2 separate regions of the Gasterosteus aculeatus genome follow, and region 1 is linked to region 2. The links are chromatin contacts, called in public Hi-C maps. All regions are on one chromosome and are shown on one strand. The core of a region is the stretch at or near the end of the contact, and the rest is flanking DNA. Distances in the headings are between cores, read along the strand shown.

Region 1 (2,848 bases), core at 120-2,619, 50 kb after region 2:
CCAAGGTTGATTTATAAGCGCAGAATGCCCCATTCCCCTTTCCCCAGCGTGTACATGCAAACACATACAGCACACAGCGCCTCTGTGACAGCTGCTTCACTTCATTTAACGGATGCCAAATAAAAGCAAGTGAAACTAACGGATTTAAGTTTCGGAATCTATATTTGATGGGGTCCAGCATATGCAGAAGCATTGACCCTGACAGGTCAAATCATGTTTTGTAGCTTTGAATGAGGAACGAATTATTGTTAACATTTGTTCCCTGAAAAGGCTTCGAGCGCAGCTTAGTCCAGTCCAGACAACTCCCCGAAAGGTTGGAGACACAAGACATGGAGGAAGGCGGAGCAATCGAGAGAATGCCTGAGATCCAGGTGTAGTCGTGTCTGCATATCGGCGTCCAAGCGCAGGACGGGCAGACAGGTGAAGGAGGAACCACAGACTGGTGGCCGTACACTCTGAGACAGAGGGAGCACTGCTTTGGATCAGACTGAATCACAGTTAACCTGCACTGACACTGTGTGGACAGGGTGGGGGGGCGGCAGAGAGAAAGGGGGCAGGAACGACCTTAGCATCGCAGACGGTGATCGGTGGGGGCTTCACTGGGGATCGGATTGTTCAACAAACAAACAGCACCAATAGGTAAAGGGCCTATTCCCGTAAAACAGAGGGGGGAGGATGGTGTCGGGGTGATGATCTTTCTCAATGCAGAGAGGTATATCCTCATCACTGCAAGCATAACAATCAGGATTTTGACTTCATCATGAGATAATGACTTCTCAAGGAGTGAAAAAATCTACAAAAACGTATTAATGATGATGCACATGAGAGGTTCTCTGCATCAGATGTATATTATAAGTGATTACGCCCCTCGGTGTTATTGCTACAGCTGATTGAGAAGAGAACCGCACCGACCTTCACATTTAGGAAAGAAAGACACTGCGGCATTTTTTTTCCCAAGGACACGTTGACATGAAATAGACGGGGATCAAGAGTTGCTTTTCCAAAGAGACAACTTTCAAATTACACAAACACATTGTATCTATTAATTATACAAAGAAAACATTGCTAAGCCGCCTTAGTTGTCCGTTGTAAACCAGTGAACAGATGGCCTTCAAAAAGTGATCTGGGTATGTTCCATAAGATCTCCATTGTCACACACAGACACACAGACACACGTGCAAGCAAACAACCACACACACACACACTCTCTCAGCTGGAGTCGACACGCTCGAGTCAGGTTACCCAGGGGGAATGTGCCTTGAAAATCAAAAGACATTAGCCAATTAGAACTGATCAATAGTGACAGCCACACAGGGAATGAGCCGGACATGGAGCGTGGTTAATGTGTGCCTTGGGGCCAATCGGCACGCTGGGAATGCTCTCACTCTCGGCTCTCGGCCAATGAAAACGCTGGAGAGGTCGTGACATTCTGCTGCTCTCTGATGCAAAGTGTCTTTCCCGCTGTAGCTCGGTAGAACGGAAACAGAAAAGTGAGATGAGCGACGGAGCGACACACGAGGCGAGGAGAGAGGGGGGGGGGAAGAAGACGAATGTGACGATGCACGTGCTGGGTTGCAAAAGCAGGTGTCATTGTGGGCGGCAATGGGCACGGGAGGTGGTACTGCGGTCGTCGCAGGGTGGCTCTCCCCGTCTCCCATAGAAATATTATCAGGATTAATGGGAAGATATGGATAGCGAAGCCAGAGAAGAGTAAAAGCCGTAATTCTACCTTTTGCACATTCTGCACACGGACGTGAATCTGCTCAGATGGTCCCGGCAGCACCTCGGCACTGCAATCGTTGTGTATTAATGATGAGGAGGACTAATATCGGCATGGGGGCTTGGGATTTACTGGGGATTTAGTAGGGAGGGAACTAAGGAGGAAGGGGAAGTAAAAAAAAGAAGTGATGGGGATATCTAAAATATTACACCTATCAGGGGGAGTGTTCAGTCGAGCAGGCATTATGAGATTGTAAATTACATTCCTTCCTTCTCCCCTTTCGGGCTGTTGGCTGTGGGATGAACAAACTCGCCCACGGCTCCAGGCACCCGGACACACGCTGCACTGCCTACAGACACTGGGAATCAGATTAGTCCCATTCTGTGTTTAGGTTATTGTTACAGACGTCGATGCGGCGTCTCTTCTACGGCCTGTTCTGTTTTTTAGTGTTTAAAGAGTAAAGTGAATTATAAGTCATTTGTCTCAATTGAGAGGAGATCTATAGTAAATCCCTGGTCCGTGTAAAACACCCAGCGTCAAGTGAGACAGCTTCCAAAGGAGTAGCACAGATGAGCCTGTGAGTCTTTGCTTTGTACAACTCCCAGAAGAGTGCAGCAGAAGTTCAGTGAAGCGCTTTCACTTCCTTTTAATTTTCTTCCTTTATTTTTACCCGACCACATCTATAAAAAGTGTTTTCTTTGCCTCCGTTCATTTGAAGAAAAATCCTTTTTGAAACAGAACACAGACGAAACATTATTTGACAATTTGAACAAACTACTTTGCTAAGAATTTTATGAATAATCTCAAGTGAAATAAACATCTTTGGAGCGGTAAAGATGTTAAATTGAGATTTCATAGACAAGAATTCTGACACTACAAAATAATCAATTTATTCTGTTCTGTTGTTATTCTGTTAAATGTTCTGACATGTTCTAAACACAATAGTTTTTTGTTCTTTCATTTCCGGTAATACATATCTATTTATTCACTTACATTACTTTACATATGCACATACTCTGCACTTTTTGCTATTTTGCACTTCTGGTTGGATGCTAAACTGCATTTTGTTGCCTCAGTACTCTTTGCAATGACAATAAAGTTGAATCTAATCTAATCTAATGTTTTATT
Region 2 (2,700 bases), core at 37-2,536:
TTTACACACTGTTTACACCCTGTGTATTGAAATTCTTGTACTTGCCTTTCCGGAAAGCCGACCAATTTTAAAATAAAAATAAGAATAAGAATACAATATTTACATAAATGTACATGAAATAAAAAATAAAAAATGAGGTAAGGATAAGGCAGAAATGAGGTGACGAGGAAGAGAAGTATGAGGGAAGGGAGGGAAGATCCAACAAACAGATCAAACAGGCGAGCAAGAATAGGAACTAACTCCTATGAACAATGTTTTGACAACAGATTTAACATAAACACATTTTGGAATGCAACTTTACCGTGGTGTTGGTGTAAGACTTACCATGATGTGGTTCTAGTAGCTGCTGCTAACGTGCGTAGGGAGTACAAAGCAGGTTCAGCCCCTGTCTGTACACTGGAAACAGTCAACACTGGCTTCTCAGGGTACTGATGCCTTTAATATGACGTAGATAACAAAACACACAAGCAATTTAAGTTGTATTTGCATTTTAAATTTGGAAAGATGATGTCAACCAAACAATAGCTCATAGAAGACTTTATAAGTTACTATATAACTGCACAGCCATGTTCTGTCTGTGTATTTGTTAAAGTGGATGTGTTATATGTGCTCTTCGAAATACCCAATAAACAATGCATGCATGGTCGTGTATTAGTTAAACATTTGATCTTGAAATTAAACCTGTTATCAACTGCTTCAACAGTAATTTCAAACTTAATAAAATTTTTAGTGGCACGAGTAGTAACATAGTGTTTGTCCTCCAACGGCCGTGTCTTCATCTGTCAGATGGGTCAATTGCTGATCAGCCAACCATCCATGTTTCAGTTCAGCTGCACCTCAGTAATGGAAGCTTGCAACTGAGCGCAATACCTAGTTATTTTTAATACACTGAGGAAATACTTTGATGCCTATACTGAATAAGCGAGTGTTATTTATCTTCAAATGTCATCTTTATGTGGATGGAAGAATCATTTAGAGAATGATCAATGTCTCCTAACTTTATTTTAGATATACAGTACTTACAATTTACCAAGAGTGAAAAATATGTCCAAATAAAAAACAGAAAACGGCACTTCAAAAAAGGGAAAATGTTGGCAATGAGGTATCAGGTCACTCTATTCTCTCTCTGCTAGCTGTCCAGCTGGTTTTGAGATACAAAATGCCCCTTGCAGAGTCGTCTCTAAATATAAAGTGAAGATGCTGGTAAGAGAGCGACAGGATATGTCGCAAATTCAATTCCGGCCACAAGTGCTTGCAAGTTTGCTTATTTAATTCAGTCTACGCAAACATATTTTTTTCCCCTCTTTTGTTTTCACACTTGATGATTAATATCTAATTTTAGATTAGTTTCAGATCAGCTTATTTTTTCACACACTCTATATATAAATGACTTTCTAGATGGGAGGGCTGGCAGACCTCTTGAGCCAAGACACAGAGTTTCCGTCAGAGTTTTTAACCAACAACTTGTCACTGTCATTCTGTGCTGTGCATTGCAGCATGGTTCTGTTTCAATGGTTTAAAAGAAATCTTTAAATGAACAGTTTCTTTGAAAACAATGCAAGACGATTGCTTTAAAAAAAGACAATTTGCCATTGCCATTATTCCATGTTATGACCATCTGTTTTCATAAACCTGTACTCTAAAGGTCCCAGTAAAGAGAAGTAAAGAGAAGGATTAGGTGAAATTCAAGTTCACTGAAACAGAGCCAGCGCCAAGTCTGCAAATGACAAAACGAAAAACACTTTTTTCAGTAACTAGTTCCAGTATTTGGACTTAAACTTCCAAGAAGGCCTTGAATTTCAGGAAATCACATATGCTACTTCCCGTTATCACGCGCCATCTTTAAATGTGTTAAAACTACTCTCACTCAACTCTCAACATTGTAGCAGTGCATCTCTTAAAATGCTAAATGATAAAACCTGATCCCCTTCCTGACTGAGACGTTTTCTAAATGTTGTCTTCTGATGTGCACATGGTAAGAGCAAGTTTTGGTTGTTATCAAGTATGAAAACAAAATTATTGACTTCAATGGAATTATTAACATCAACAAGCTCAACAAAACAAATCAGGAATCAGACTATAATTGCCAAAATATCTTTGACATTTGACATAACGTTTGTGCATAACATCGGACGGTAAGACAATGAGACAATGGAAAACTAGACAAATAAACAAACAAAAAGAAAAATGGCATGTTCAATTTACATATTTACAATTTAGCTCTACAGTGTAAAGTAGAAAGCTGTGGGCTAGAATAAAAGTAAATAAAGGATAAAAAGAAAAAAAGAATATTAGATTTAAAAAAGAAGAAGTTAAAAATGCAAACTTAGATGACATCATGTCCCACCCAACACCAAAGTGAGTTGGACGGAAAGGGACGAATTACAGGCGCAGCTGGCATTTAACACCTCAGGGAGACTTTCGCCAAGTATAACCCGTACAAAGGTACGAATCCCGGTACAGCAAGTATCATGGCTTAAGAAAAACATGCAGCACAATGTACTTGTTTGTTAAATGGTGTCAATAACGAAACTACTAACAAAAACAATACCACAATGCTGACTTTTATATTCTCTTTGTAATGTCGGCCGTCTTTCCCCTGGTTGGATAATACATCTAGATGATGTTTCTTTCGATAGGGAGCAGACTGTATATTTTGGCAACAAAGCTTTCAGTGTTGGCCGGCCCTAGCAAAGCACA

The links. Hi-C and Micro-C count contacts between places; a contact is called where the count stands out from the background.
Region 1: a contact with region 2 is called in a Hi-C map of skeletal muscle, with 7 times the contacts expected there. The contact joins the enhancer-like site here to the promoter of LOC120819883 in region 2. A contact is called at or near these places in 4 of 6 Hi-C or Micro-C datasets (skeletal muscle, tail fin and whole body).

Annotation. Positions count from the first base shown.
Region 1 is chr1:11,347,907-11,350,754 of fGasAcu3.hap1.1, forward strand. The region is part of intron 2 of LOC120821635 (muscleblind-like protein 1); the gene reads left to right. Among protein-coding and RNA genes, the nearest start is that of LOC144400534, 3.6 kb to the right of the region's middle. Within about 2 kb of position 1,370, at least 2 of the 9 cell types and tissues checked have open chromatin away from gene starts, as enhancers often do.
Region 2 is chr1:11,297,862-11,300,561 of fGasAcu3.hap1.1, forward strand. LOC120819883 (succinate receptor 1-like) reads right to left here and starts at 1,287. Exons shown (of 3, transcript XM_040177653.2): 1 at 1,024-1,287; 2 at 325-435. The coding sequence starts at 327.